Linked DNA regions of Mus musculus: regions 1, 3, 4 and 5 are each linked to region 2. The links are chromatin contacts, called in public promoter capture Hi-C and targeted proximity ligation maps. All regions are on one chromosome and are shown on one strand. The core of a region is the stretch at or near the end of the contact, and the rest is flanking DNA. Distances in the headings are between cores, read along the strand shown.

Region 1 (2,881 bases), core at 124-2,623, 170 kb after region 2:
GAAAGCATGGGCTGAGGCATCGCTAAATGGTGTCCCATTTGTGCCCCTAGCTGGAAAGTTCTAGTGAGAGCAATTACTTCTTCTCTGGAGGCTGATGCAGAATTACCCCCAAAGCACCCACATTCTATCACCTTTGTGAAACTCACGGTTGTATTCCCTGAAAAGTCTGTGTCGTACCTCCATAAGCCATCTCTGTCTGTGAACAAAGTAGCCTCGGAAGGAGGCTCATCCTATAAGGCTTATTATCTATTACTGCAGGTGAGGCGGAGTCTCTCCACACAGAAAAGCTGCAGGGTCCTCAGGATTAGGATCTGCCAGTAAAGGTAGTAGGATTTAAGTTTGGTGGGAATTATAGCAGGCTCTGGGGGTTGTTTTGTCTTGTTTTGTCTTTTAGTCTTTTGAGACAGGGTTTCTCTGTGTAGCCCTGGCTGTCCTGGAACTCACTCTGTAGACCAGGCTGGCCTCGAACTCAGAAATCCGCCTGCCTCTGCCTCCCAAGTGCTGGGCTTAAAGGCGTGCGCCACCACTTAAAATCAAGACTGTTATATCTTTTAAAAGGGGGAAGCGGAGAGGGTAGGAACAAGAGCTGAAGAGACAACCTTCACTGGATCTGCAGTTTAGATACACTGCCCCTAGCAGTTACACAGGACCACAGAGGAATGGAAGTTTGTCTACCGAAGAGGTGAAGAGGCCGATCAAGTGGGTTTGTTGACCAGGCTTGTCATTAGTACTACTGAGGAGGATTGAGTACTGGAATGTTAACAAGAGAGGGCGGTCATCACAGAAGAAAAAGAAACACGACCCCTGTACTAATAAGGAATATAATTTGGAATCTGGAGAAATCTGGAGTAAGAATGCTTACCATTCAAGGTAGAGGACTGAAGAATGACTCTCACCCTCACTGGGCAGCCTACAATCACTTGTAAGTTCAGCTTCCAGTCTCTAGCTTCTCTGGACACTTGCCCTGGTCAGATATACATTTTAAAGAAAAGAATGTAACTTTGATTCTTGCAATATCTAATGAAAAAATAGAAGAGCTCGCACAACCCCAGGGTCTCATCAGTACTCAGAGGAAGAGGGATGCCCTTCTTTTTGGGCTCCTTATGGTCCAGGAATTTGTCCTTTTTCAGGTTCAACCTGTGTGAGGTCGTCAGATATGAGCCGGCCTTCCCTCACAAGAGAGAAAGGACATTACTGCTTCCAAGGGTTTCCCACTTTGATGATTGTACTTGACGCCAGAAGAGACTCAGTAACTTTGAACTCTCCCAGCAGAAATATCAGCTGATCAATAACAGGAAAGAATCCTTTGACCGGAGGCTTAGTTAGTGCCTGCAGACTGAACTGAGTGGCCACTAGATGGCGCTCTAGAATCTCCTGAGCAGAAGAGACAGTGAGGCTTTCAAGGTCTCTGCTTAGTCATTAAAAACCTTGAAAGCGCCAGGTGTTGAAGGCACATGCATTTAGTCCCAGGCCAGTTAGGGCTGTACAGAGAAACCCTGTTCAACGGAACAAAATCAAAACAAAATGCCTTTAAAGCTGTCTTGATAAAGTATGGAAGGGATTTTAGAGTTCTTGATCTAGCTATTGGTCTGAGACAGGGTCTCAATATATCTGCTCTAGCTGGCCGGGAACTCACAGAGATCCACTTACCTCTGCCTCTTGAATGCTGGGATTGAAGATATTTATATTGTTGGTTTGCTTGGTTGGTTTTTGAGACAAGGTTTCTCTGTGTGATGTGCAATCCAGGTTGTCCTGGAGCTTGTTCTGTAGACTAGGCTGGTCTCAAATTGACAGAGATCCCCCTGCCTCTGCTTCCTGGGGTTAAAGGTGTGTGTTGCTGCCACCCACCACCACCACCATCCAGTTTTGATTTGATTTTGATTTTTTATTTATTTTATTTATATGAGTACACTGTAGCTGTCTTTAGACACACACCAGAAGAGGGCATCGGATCCCATTACAGATGGTTGTGAGCCACCATGTGGTTGCTGGGAATTGAACTCAGGACCTCTGGCAGAGCAGTCGGTGCTCTTAACCACTGAGTCATCTCTCCAGCCCTTGATTTGATTTTTAAAAACTTGATTTCATATGGATTTGCACTGTGTGTATGCCTGGTGCCCACAGAAGCCAGAAGCTGAGTGACAACCCTCCTTGAACTGGAGTCACTATGCCATCATGTAGATTTGGGGGTAGGAAACTGTCCTGGGGAGGCAGAGGGAGGGTTTTCCCCCCTGGCTTAAGTGAGATGGGTGCTGTGGTTCTCTTGGGATGGTAGCAGGGATGGGTGTGGAGTGGATTTATTTTGATAAAAATATTTTGATTATATTTACTTATTTATTTTGTGTGAGGGAGAGTGTGCAAGTGTATGTGCATGTACATGACATGGTGCACATATAGAACAACTTACAGAAGTGCATTCTGTCCTTCTACCATGTAGGTCCCAGAAATTGAACTCAGGTTCTCAAGCTTGGGAGCAAGTCCCTACCCATTGAGCCATCCTACCAGCTTCCTGTAGTGTTTTTTGTTTGTTTGTTTGTTTTTTGTTTTTTGTTTAATGTGCAACTAGAATACAATACCCTAGGGGGCTGACGAGATGGCTTAGCGAGTATGAGCACTGACTGCTCTTCCAAAGGTCCTGAGTTCAAATCCCAGCAACCACTTGCTGGCTCACAACCACCTGTAATGAGATCTGAGACCCTCTTCTGGTGCGCGTGAAGTCAACTACAGTATACTTATATATAATAATAAGTAAACTTTCACAAAAAGAAAGCCGGGCGTGGTGGCGCACACCTTTAATCCCAGCACTTGGGAGGCAGAGGCAGGCAGATTTCTGAGTTCGAGGCCAGCCTGGTCTACAAAGTGAGTGCTAGGACAGCCAGGG
Region 2 (2,700 bases), core at 14-2,513:
AGATTTCGTTATGGATGGTTGTGAGCCACCGTGTGGTTGCTGGGATCTGAACTCTGGACCTTCGAAAGAGCAGTTGGCGCTCTTAACCACTGAGCCATTTTGCCAGCCCCAAATGCTTCACTCTCTTACTCAGAGAGTCCTGTCCTGTCTTTTTCTCTCTTGGGCTCTATCCTCTCAGTAGAACTCATCCAAGTCCTTCTCATCGTGGAAAAAGAATATTGGCTGTGTGTTTGCCTCTGACCTGGTTCAACCGCAGCAGCTTAATTTCCACATCCAACGATGCTGTCAGCCTAGATACATGGTAGCTGCTTCCCCTTTGACAGGTTCTTGGTTCTTTTGCTTTCAGAACTCTACCCACAACTTTCTCTTGTTTACACACATCTGGGTGATTGCAACCTCTGGTTCTTTGCAGGTGCCAAGTCTTCCTGGCATGATCGTCCCCAACTCTCTTATCTAACCTTGCTTTCTTGGCACCAAACCCAAAGTTTATCCTGTAGTATGGCTTACTTTTACTTTTTTAGTCACCTCTTTCCAGCCTTAGAGGCTTTAGCTGCTCCTGGAGCTGGAATAACAGTGGTAGGTAGCAAGCAGCCCAGGTAGCTAGGACATGATCATCTTGATTCCCAATGTCTTGTTGATAGGTTGGACATGTACCTCTGTTGGGCATGGCCATGTGTACATTTAGGGGTTTGGGGTAGTTTTAGGCGTTTAGTGTGTGACCAATGTACAACAATGACAATACCTTGTGTGTGTCCGTGACAGCTGGGTTGTTGTTTTGTTTTGTTTTTTTTATTTTTGTTTTCTTCCCGAGATAGGGTCTCACTTTTTATCCCAGACTGTCCTAGAACTCACTATGTAGACCAGGATGGCCTCGAATTCATAAGGATCCACCTGCCTCTGCCTCTCCAGTGCTGGGATTAAAGGAGTGCGCCACCGGTCCCGCCTGGTGGAGTTTTCTGCAGTTGGAGGCCGAGTCCGAATACTCTCGAGAACAGCGCTTGCGCAGACGGCGTCTGGCGCAGCAGCAGTACTCACACTTGTCTTGTGAAATGGTCACCGGACCGCTGGGGTACCCAGCAGAGAACAGGAAGAAGTAGGTGTACCTAGGCGCTCCATGGAGCGGAGAGTGGGCGGAGTTAACGTGAGGGACAGAACTCTGACCAATGAGTGTGGAGATCGCACGGAGGCGGGGCCAAATTGCCGCGCGCCAGGCCGCAGTTGGCCAGAGGGCTGCGGGGATGGGCTTGGGGCGCTGCTCCGCCTACTCTGAGACGCTTGGGGCATAGAGGGCGGCGCCCGGGCCGTGGCGGCGGCGGCGGCTCCTCAGGTAAACGGCTTGTTAAGGCTCATCTTTGGTGGTGGGGGCCAGGCACCCTTTGAGGAACTTGGACCAGAGAGCCTAGGGGCCTCCCCATCTGCCAGCAGCAAGAGAAGCTGTGTCAAGGGGCGCCTCCCCAAGGTCAGCGGGCCGGTGCCAGGAGGTGCTGGGAGATCTCAGGTGTGCCCAGCGGGCCCGGCTTCGCATCTTACACCTGGAAGGGATCTCGGAGCTTGCGATTCAATTCTGACTTGTCAGACATCGGCGCGTGGTCCCTGGTCCCTGTCCCTGCTGTCTCGTGGGTCGCGTGATCCATGTCCTAGTCCCTTCCGGGAACTCGGTGACTCAAGACCCTGGTCCTTTGCGGGGTAGGGGCTACGTGTTCAGGTCTTTGACCTCCGCAACTGGGCTACCGGCATTTCTGTCTCTTTCATAAAACTGAGCCTTAATTCAGGGACTTGCAAAGCGAGTGCTCACCGCACCGCAGCCACTCGTCTTTCTGTATTCTCGTTGCGGATTAAAGGAGGCGGTGTAGAGCAGGAAAGTGATTTGTCCAGAGTCACGAGGATTGCTGGCCCCAGGGAGAAGGCCACAAAACTCTCAGAGTATAGAATTCAGGCAAGGTGAGAGCTAGGTGAGGTGGAGCCAGGGCTGACACTCCAGGTTTGGGATTCCAATTTTCCAACCAAGTCAGTGCAGTTATGCAGCAAGACTCTGCTCTACCCTGTACAGAGCTCAAGGTAATGGATGGAACCGTAAACTCAAGTGCAGTGAGTAAGCATAAGGACCTGCGGGAGAGGGATAGAGGGCGGCATCTGGAGACCTGGGGCTGTGAGCTGGAGTTACTGTTAAGGCAGAGGCTAACTTTGAGGGGCTAGTCTTGGTTGGAGGCAGGAAACTCTTTGGAAGGAAGGGGATGGTAGTAGAAATGGAGGAACAGCCTGCGACCTAGTTAATTAAATGGTAAAATTAAAAAAATTCAGGAAGTAGGTAGGTGGAGCAGGGCAGGGGTGAAGGTGAAGGGTTAAGTCTTAGCTGCTCTGTTAGACTTGGTTGGCCATGGTCATCTAGATGGAGACCCCCAGCAGACACAGGGTTGATGGGGCACCAGAGCAGAGATCCTATGCAAACCACTGGTTGTGGGATATTCCTGTGGAGCCTGTGTTTATGACTTGGCTGGCTGTGCAGTCTCTGCACCTGCAGGCCGGGGAGATGCTTCTGCCAGCAGGCTCTACTCTTAGGCCTTAGGCTGAGATGTGTGGCTCGAATGAGGAATGTCTTTCTGGGCTCTACTGTCAAAGTCGATGGCTGAGGCCTGGCCGCCTTCATTAACTTGAAACGGATGTCCAGGCAGGCAGCCTTACTCAAACCTGCATCTTGTC
Region 3 (2,700 bases), core at 64-2,563, 220 kb before region 2:
TTCCACATGATAAAGCTTTTATTCTGAGTGAATAAGAACAAGAAACCCTGTCCTTTGAGGAGATGTCCACGGAGACGAGCCACTGGCTGAACGTCGTACACACCTTTCATCCCAACACTCCAGATGCAGAGGCAGGCAGATCTCTATGAGTTTGAAGTCAGCCTAGTCTACATAGTGAGTTCCAGGACACCAGAGCTATACAGCGAGGTAGACCCTGTCTTAAAACAAAACATCTAGCAATTGGCTCACACTCCAATGAGGCTCTATCTTAAATAAGACGCATCTTAAATTTGGTGTTCTCTCAGTCACGTTGGGTCCCTTTTATCCCAGGAGTTGGGGACCCTCAGGACACCCTGCTGTGTCAGACAGGGAGACAGAGTGGGGCTGGAGATAAGAGGTTCTTCTACCTCAGAACCTTCTGGAGTGGATAGCCGGATACCTCCCATTCCTATCGAGGTGTGCTGTTCATTTTTTTGAGACAGGGTTTCTCTGTGTAACCCTGGCTGTCCTGGAACTCACTCTGTAGACAGGCTGGCCTCGAACTCAGAAATCCGCCTGCCTCTGCCTCCCGAGTGCTGGGATTAAAGGCGTGCACTACCACGCCCGGCGAGGTGTGCTGTTCTTTACGCCATCTGCCTGGAGCCTACAAATGCAGCTGACTGTGGATAAGCTTCCATTGCTGTGGGATGGCCAGCCAGGGTCCCACAAGGCACCGAGAGATCAAGGTCATGCTGTCCATGCTGAGCCTGAGGAGGGCGAGCCCTCATGAACTCGCCTGCCAAGCGGGGTTGGAGTGGCACCTGTGCTCAGTCCTCCAAGGGTTGGGCTGGGCTGGTGCTCAGCAAACATGGGAAGCTGCCTCCTATCCACAGTGGACATGGGACATAGTTAGCCTCAGAGGGGGACAGAGGGCTCGGTGGCACACCAGCAGACCTGATCCATGGGCACTTGCCAGGGCACAGTACATCTTTCTGTAACACTGGATATCACCTTCCCTAACCGCCCAGAGAATACAGAAGCCCTGGAGTCAGATCATGAGGGAGACAGCCAGGGGCTCCCCAGAACTTCAGGCACCACATGTGCCCAGGTTGGGGCTAGTTGTTTTGTTTTGGGTTTTTGGCAATCGCGTTTGAAATATTAATGTGTCACCCGAGGCTTTTACAGAACCAGGAAAATAAACAGCAGATAAAACACCCTTGGAAACAGAGAAAGGAGAAAGGTACCCCACCCTGGCAGGGCTGGGCAGTTCCCATCTGTCTGATGTAACAATTACAAGTGTTGGCAGGTCAGGGACGCCACCCTCCCCCGGAGCTTGTCTCCCCTACCAAGGCTTTATAATACCCCTTTGTTTGAGCTCAGTTAGCTGCTTCCTGGCTTGACAGCCCTCTGTCCTTTCATTCTTTTAAAGGTTACTTTCCTATTTCTTACACAGGCATTCAACAAAGTCCAGAATCAGCTAGAAACTCTTTGTGCCCCTTAAAAAAAAAAAAATCATACAAGCATTCAAGTGTTCAGCTCTGATCCTGTGTTCTGATCAAAGGTTTTAGCTCTACTGTCTTTCATCAGAATCTCTGCTCAGTCCTGTGGGAACAGCTCACCTGCTGGAAGCCACCAGGCTACACAGGTTCTAGGAGTTCATTCCAGCTTTACCCCACAGCCCAGGAATGTGGCAAGTGCGGGCACATCTGAAGAATGTCTGTAAGACTTCTCTAAAGGAGACATGGCTGTACGAAAGCCAGCTCACAGGGGCTGTTCTCAAATATGGCTTTGTTCTGGGGTTTCTTCAGTTAGTTTTTTTCTCCTAACAAAAAAGTCACTTCGAACAAAACAATATCAAATGGTGTGTCATAGTTAGCAAAGGTCAAATACACATTTTCTTGGTACTGTCCATGGGAATAATGCCATTTTCAGAAATGTCCCCGTCCTACGCACCTACTGCATTCTAAAAAAAAAAAGTCAGGGGACTGGGACTGGAGAGAGGGCTCAGCAATCACTGAGCCCTGGACCCAGAAGACCGGGGTTCAATTCCGAGCACCTACATGGCAGCTCACAACTCTGTAACTCTAGTTTCTGGAGATCCATTTCTGGAGATCCAAAACCCTTACACAGACACACATGTGGGAAAAACACCAGTGCAATAATAATTAATAATAACAACAATAATAATGAATAAAATATTAGAAAGTCAACCTTTAATTTGCTACAATTTTTAGCATTGGATTCTCAAAATATTGAAGCCGGGTGTGGTGGTGCACGCCTTTAATCCCAGCACTCGGGAGGCAGAGGCAGGCGAATTTCTGAGTTCGAGGCCAGCCTGGTCTACAAAGTGAGTTCCAGGACAGCCAGGGCTACACAGAGAAACCCTGTCTCAGAAAAACCAAAAAAACCAAAAAACCAAAAACAACAACAACAACAACAAAAAAGAAGTAATCTAAGCAACTCAGGGATCATGATATCTAAGTATATACAAATATGTATAAAATGTCCTGTCCCATTAAAATAAGGTATATTTAATATACAATTTAATATACATGATCACACTACCTTTTGTTGTTGCTGCTGTGCTATCGCTATTGTTACCAAGCAAAGTCTCATGTGTCCAAGGCTGGTCTCAAACTCCCTATGTAGCTGAAGATAACAACTTCCTTCTTTCTCTTCTTTTCCTTTCTTTTCCTTTTCTTTCCTTTTCTTTTCTTTTCT
Region 4 (2,752 bases), core at 107-2,606, 230 kb after region 2:
TGTTGTGGAGGCCCTGCCCTGTTACTTCTTACCCGTTCTTTCCCTTCCTTCCTCCTTCCCTTAGCCTCTACCACAAAAACTTAACTTTCCTTGAAACCCCTTTGCCTAACTCCCACATACTTCCCCCACACTTCCTTGTCTATTTAAAACACATCTTCTATGAAGGTGAGATTTCCCTGTCCAGTTCTGCCACCCCAGTAAACTGCATGTTGGCAGTAATGCACAGCCATCAAAAGCACTTGTTGCTCTTACAGAGGACCCACTTGATGGCACAACTATCCATAATGCTGACCTCCATGGACACCAAGAATGCATATGGTGTACATACATATATACAAGCAAACACAAATGAATATGAATAAGTCTAATTTTTTAAAAAAAGCATCTGCCTTCTTGGCTTTTTTGCTTTGTTTTTAGACAAGAGGTTCACTATGTAGCCCTAGATGGCTTGGAAATAGTTTAAACTGGAACACCCAGAAATCTGTCTGCTTCCACCTGGGATTAATGGATCGAACTGGGATTAAAGAGCCACGGAAATTGCCTTTTTTTTGGGGGGAGGGGGGGAGGGCTTCCTGAACCGCTTGCTGTCTCTCTAGCAACCAAAACACCCCCGTTATCAATGTACTGATGAATTCATTCCACATTACTACATCTACTGACAATAGTCTGTCCCCGAGAAACATCCAGCCTTGCTCCTTTAGGAAGAAACGTTCTTCCACAACAAATCTGCTCAATCTCAGAAAGAGCTCTGGTTGTTTTGTACAGAAACACCCAGTCTCCTTCATTGGGTCTTACTCCTAGAGAGACACTGTGGCCGTCTGTGTGTGGCAGTATTGACTTCCTAAAGAATCATCGCCCTCAAGGGTTCACTGGCTTGTCTTTGCTGCTAAGCTCGTGGAAGGTGTGCAACAATCTCCTGAAAATCGATCTCCAAAGAACAAGCAGTAGACCGCGGGCAGAGGTGTCCGGGCAGGGTAGGATGAGGCCAAACAACGAGGCAGCGATGAACTGGCTCTGGGGCCCAAAGACCCTTGGCAAACCTCAGCTCCTGCACTGGGGAACCTGCCGAATGACTGCGGCACTGCCTCGACACGGCCTACCTCGGCGTCGCGGTTCAGGCGGTACACATAGAGCTGCGAGGTGCCGGCCACCACGAGGTTGCGCTCACTGTTGTTGAAGAAGTTGCAGTACATGGTAAACTCCAGCCCGGTGGGCGGGTGCGCCTGCTTGTACACCGCGTACATGTCGCCGCCACTGTCACGCCGGAGCCGCCGACTCGGGGGACAGGGACGGCAGCGGACTCGGTCCGGCCGCGCGCGCCAACCCAGCCACCGGGTTCCGAAGTACTGCGCCTGCGCTTCCTGCCCGGACCGCCTTCTAAGAGGACCAGGTGGTTGAGAAGCAGGGTTCCGGGCCGCTTCGCATCTGCGCCTGCGCGCCGTGGCTGCGAGCGAAGAGCGGCCCCTAGTGGCCTAGCTTGATAAGAACTGACGAGCAAGCGTGGTGGCACATGCCTTTTATCCCAGCACTTGAGAGAGGCAGGCATATTTCTGAGTTCAAGGCCAGCCTGGTCTACAGAGTGAGTTCCAGGACAGCCAGGGCTACACAGAGAAACCCCGTCTCGAAAAAAAAAAACAAGAAAGAAAGAAAGAAAAAAAAAAAGGACTGATGAGCCTCGTCACAGAGCTGGAGGGTGCTGGACCTCTGCTTCCTTCTGTTCTGTACCCTTCAAGACTTGCCTCATTAGCTAAATCCCAGAAAATAAAACAAGGGTATATAGGCTTGGAAAAGGATACAGAAACATGCAATATCGCCACCCCACTCTGTAGATGAGGTGATGTGGTAGATCACCCCTGTATCACACTAAAGATCTCTTTTTAATTGACTCTAGCTGCATATGTATCAAAAGGTGGCCTAGTTGGCCATCACTGCAAAGAGAGGCCCATTGGACTTGCAAACTTTATATGCCCCAGTACAGGGGAACCCCAGGGCCAAAACGGGAGAGTGGGTGGGTAGTGGATTGGGGGGGTGGGTATGGCGGACTTTTGGGATAGCATTGAAAATGTAAACGAGGAAAATACCTAATAAAAATAAAATAAAATTTAAAAAAAAAGATCTCTTTTAAAAAGTATTTTGTTGGCTGGGCAGTGGTGGTGTAAGCCTTTAATCCCAACACTTGGGAGGCAGAGGCAGAGGCAGGCAGATTTCTGAGTTTGAGGCCAGCCTGGTCTACAAAGTGAGTTCCAGGACAGCCATGGTTATACAGAGAAAACTTTTCTTAAAAAAAAACAAAAACAAAAACAAAAAACAAAAACAAGCAAGCAAAAGAAATTATTTTTTTTTCTTTTTCTTGATTTTTGAGATGAGGTCTCAACTACATAGCCCTGGCTGTCCTGAAACTCTGTAGACCCAACTAGCCTCGAATTCAGAGTCTACCTCCCAAGCCCTGGGACGAAAGCTGCCCAGACATGCTGGCACATATATACATAATTTTTTAAATATTTATTTTATGTATATGATACACTATAGCTGTACAGATAGTTGTGAACCATCATGTGGTTGCTGGGAATTGAACCCAGAACCTCTGCTTACTCCAGCCCCAGAGATTTACTTATTATTATATGTAAGTACTCTGTAGCTGTCTTCAGACGCACCAGAAGATGGAGTCAGACCTCATTACGGATGGTTGTGAGCCACCACCTGGTCGCTGGGATTTGAATGCACGATCTTCAGAAGAGCAGCCAGTGCTCTT
Region 5 (2,899 bases), core at 337-2,836, 200 kb after region 2:
TCACTAATTCTCCACCACACAAACTCCAAGTCTGGCTTTTAGTTTCATGGCTAGTCCTATCACTTGCACTGTGAGGTTTGAGACTTCCTGGTCTCTGAGCCTCTGTATTTTTGAGTTACTTTATGTATATATCCTGACATATGTCACCCAAAAATACACAGGCTTCCAACTGCTGCAGACGCTCAGGGACAGGCTGCTGGCCAAGACTGTATGATATAATGTTTGGAAAGGTTTGGGCTAAATAAGTATTCTGGAGTTGCTGGGCTACTTGGTTGCCCTGACTTTCCAACAGGTTCCTGGTAGCTCCCAGCTAGGTCTCCCTGGTTCGGGTGTGACCTCACAGGGCTGAGGACTTTGATCTGTTCCCTACTGTATATCTGGACCTAATTGCCACAATCTCTCTCCCCTGTGCTTTATAAGTAGCCCAGTCTCGGAACACCCATTTCTGCCTTTTCATCCTGGGCTCTGTGCACCCTGAATCCATTTTGTCCCTGACACATTGCTTTCCAGTTGCGCCCAGACATCTCAGCTACACGTACTTCCTAGGCTTGCAAGGACGTCCAGAATGAATGAACTGGAAGGAGGCCATTGCCTGACATCGTCTGGCTCACAGACTTTTGTGACCCCCTCATACAGCCACTCTGCCACCTTCCAGGCACTCCAAAGCCAATTGGGGACATGACATTATCTTAGAGCCTGCTTAGAGCCATGTTCAACCAGAAGGCAGCTTGCCAGTTCCAGTGGGTGGGTGGGGGGAGGCTCAGGTGACCTCAAAGAACCCAATGGTCAACATTAGGACAGTTGCTGAGAAGAGCACCCGTGGCTAGGGAAGCAGGAACTTCAGGGGAGTTCTGAGGAACCAGGTAGTAAGGACCCCTCCAGAGGAGGATTTGCAGAAGGATTGGGTATCACAGAGAGTGAAGAGTAGGGGGACAAAGAACCAGGACTCTTCACAGAGAAACCCTGTCTTAGAAAAAAAAAGAAAAGAAAAAACAAAACAAAACAAAACAAACCAACCAACCAACCAAACAAACAAACAAAAAAGAACCTGGACTCTAACTGACATAGTTGGCAAGAAAGCGAGGGTGTCTCTAGCTTTGGTGGCTGTCTCAACAGGTGTTGCCAAACTGCCTGTGCGAGCGAATACTGAGAGTTGTGAAAATGACCAAGTGTCAGCTTTGAGTTACACTGTCACTTTTCAGAAAGGAACGAGAGCCCGACAAAATTAAAGAGCCAATTCAAGGGTCTGGGAATATGGCTGAGTGGGTAAAAGGGCTACCCTAGGAAGCCAAGTTCCTGGAACAATGTAAAAAGCACTTCTAGAGTGAAATAGGAGTGGGAAGAGGAAAATTGCCCGCAAACTTAGCCTGGCTTGCACAGGGCAACAGAAATAAAACAGACGGTGGAAAGCAAGCACCAACCGACTCTTGAAAATTGCTCCATAACATTCACATACAATAAACAAAGGAAAACACTTGGTAAAGACTCATCACTTGGTGTCTCCCATGAGGCTATGCCCCGGGCGACCTCAAGGGGCCGCTGCACGCCGAGGCGGTCACGTCACGTTTTGGGGGCGTGGCCCTTCCACTCTACCCAGGTCTGTGTGGCGCGTGTGGGCCGGTGCGCAAGCGCATTGCCTACTCTTTCGCGGGGTCGTCTGGGCACCAGGGACGTCTGCGGCGAAACCGGGAAGAGAGCACTGCCGGGGACATGTGGCGGCCGGTGAGGACCCCGCCCCCGCACGCCCTGGTCCCTGACTCTGCGCTCCGCATCCCTGCGTTGGGATCTCTCTCTGTACCCGGAGGTTCTGGATCCAGTCCAGGCCCGGGCCCTGCCCATCGACCCCAAAGCTTTGGAGAACTCTGATTCCCGCTTCCTCTTTTTTTCCCCAGAGCCTTTGGGAAGACTCAGCATTATTTAACCTCACCCCAGGGTCCTCTTCCTTCTGCCTCTGTCCTCAGCGCATCCCTCGGGTCTCCCCGGGAAGCTGCTCTGTCCTCTCTATCAGCTTCTGGAAGGGAGACAACCCCATGATTCCCGCTGGGTTAGCATGCCCTCACTCCCTTAGCCCCTTGTTCTGGCCCTGGGGGTGTCCTTGCCTATTCCCTGCCCTTGGAGTATGGCCCTTCTTCAGTTGTGTTGTTTTTAAACTTCTGCGAAGTTGTTTTTCTAGTACATCTGGCCTTGTAGGTTTAGATAATGAGAGGCCAGGAGGTGGGTTAACGTTTGGCTTGCAGTGTACAGCCCTGCTGGGTGTGTGCTTTCTGATGGGAGTCCTGTTGCTCAGAGACAAGTTGCCTTTTACACAGACAGCACTTTACTGTAGCAAAAACTTTTCCACATATCCGTATTACTTGTCACTTACACCTCTAGACAGCCCTGGGAGTTTGTTTTGTTTTGTTTTGTTTGAGATAGGGTTTCTCTTGTTTTTGGACAGCCCTGGCTGGCCTGGAACTAGCTCTGTAGAGCTGGCTGGCCTCCAACTCAGAGATCCTCTGCTGGGATCAAAGCCATATGCTACCACTGCCTGGCTAGAAAGGCAAGGGTTTTTTTGTTTGTTTGTCTTAGTTTTTTTTGTTTTTGGCTCCTTGCTTACCCCCCTCCAAGGTTGGGGTATTTGGTTTTAGCTCTGGCTGTCCTGGAACTCACTCTGTAGAGCATACTGGCCTCGAACTCACAGAAATCTGCTTGCCTCTGCCACCCTAGTGCTGGGATTAAAGCTGTGTACCACCACCACCCTACCAGAAAGGGGAGTTTTAACCTCTGATTAGGAATTACTGCACAGTACAGTGGAGTCCTTGCAGGTTCCCAATAACAACGTCCACTTCCTCTAGCTCAAATCTCTAGGCTGTTACCTACTAACTTTGGGAGATGGTCTGTGGCTTAGTTTCCTGTTGAG

Evidence for each region. Promoter capture Hi-C pulls out the DNA fragments that hold promoters and counts their contacts.
Region 1: a targeted proximity ligation map of bone marrow-derived macrophages shows a contact between it and region 2, with 2.0 times the contacts expected there. A contact is called at or near these places in 8 of 39 promoter capture datasets (the 3T3-L1 cell line, cranial neural crest, frontonasal cranial neural crest and 5 more), 2 of 484 Hi-C or Micro-C datasets (B cells and embryonic stem cells), 6 of 130 datasets of targeted methods (the NIH/3T3 cell line, bone marrow-derived macrophages and embryonic stem cells) and 3 of 9 other capture datasets (adipose tissue, liver and pancreatic islet).
Region 3: a contact with region 2 is called in a promoter capture Hi-C map of embryonic stem cells. A contact is called at or near these places in 5 of 39 promoter capture datasets (the SN4741 cell line, embryonic stem cells, liver and 2 more), 1 of 130 datasets of targeted methods (bone marrow-derived macrophages) and 3 of 9 other capture datasets (adipose tissue, liver and pancreatic islet).
Region 4: a targeted proximity ligation map of pancreatic cancer cells shows a contact between it and region 2. A contact is called at or near these places in 7 of 39 promoter capture datasets (the SN4741 cell line, cranial neural crest, embryonic stem cells and 4 more), 8 of 130 datasets of targeted methods (the 230-238 cell line, the SCID.adh cell line, bone marrow-derived macrophages and 3 more) and 4 of 9 other capture datasets (adipose tissue, embryonic stem cells, liver and 1 more).
Region 5: a targeted proximity ligation map of the SCID.adh cell line shows a contact between it and region 2, with 15 read pairs. A contact is called at or near these places in 9 of 39 promoter capture datasets (the C10 cell line, cranial neural crest, embryonic stem cells and 5 more), 2 of 484 Hi-C or Micro-C datasets (CD4 T cells and embryonic stem cells), 6 of 130 datasets of targeted methods (the NIH/3T3 cell line, the SCID.adh cell line, bone marrow-derived macrophages and 3 more) and 2 of 9 other capture datasets (liver and pancreatic islet).

Annotation. Positions count from the first base shown.
Region 1 is chr15:76,551,543-76,554,423 of GRCm38.p6, forward strand. No RefSeq gene overlaps it. Among named protein-coding and RNA genes, the nearest start is that of Gm35739, 4.5 kb to the right of the region's middle.
Region 2 is chr15:76,379,250-76,381,949 of GRCm38.p6, forward strand. It overlaps Mroh1 (maestro heat-like repeat family member 1), which reads left to right and starts at 1,264. Exons shown (of 44, transcript NM_175457.4): 1 at 1,264-1,327.
Region 3 is chr15:76,157,213-76,159,912 of GRCm38.p6, forward strand. No RefSeq gene overlaps it. Among named protein-coding and RNA genes, the nearest start is that of Gm35087, 26 kb to the left of the region's middle.
Region 4 is chr15:76,606,235-76,608,986 of GRCm38.p6, forward strand. Cpsf1 (cleavage and polyadenylation specific factor 1) reads right to left here and starts at 1,357. Exons shown (of 37, transcript NM_053193.2): 1 at 1,101-1,357. The coding sequence starts at 1,244.
Region 5 is chr15:76,574,773-76,577,671 of GRCm38.p6, forward strand. Adck5 (aarF domain containing kinase 5) reads left to right here and starts at 1,587. Exons shown (of 15, transcript NM_172960.3): 1 at 1,587-1,722. The coding sequence starts at 1,711.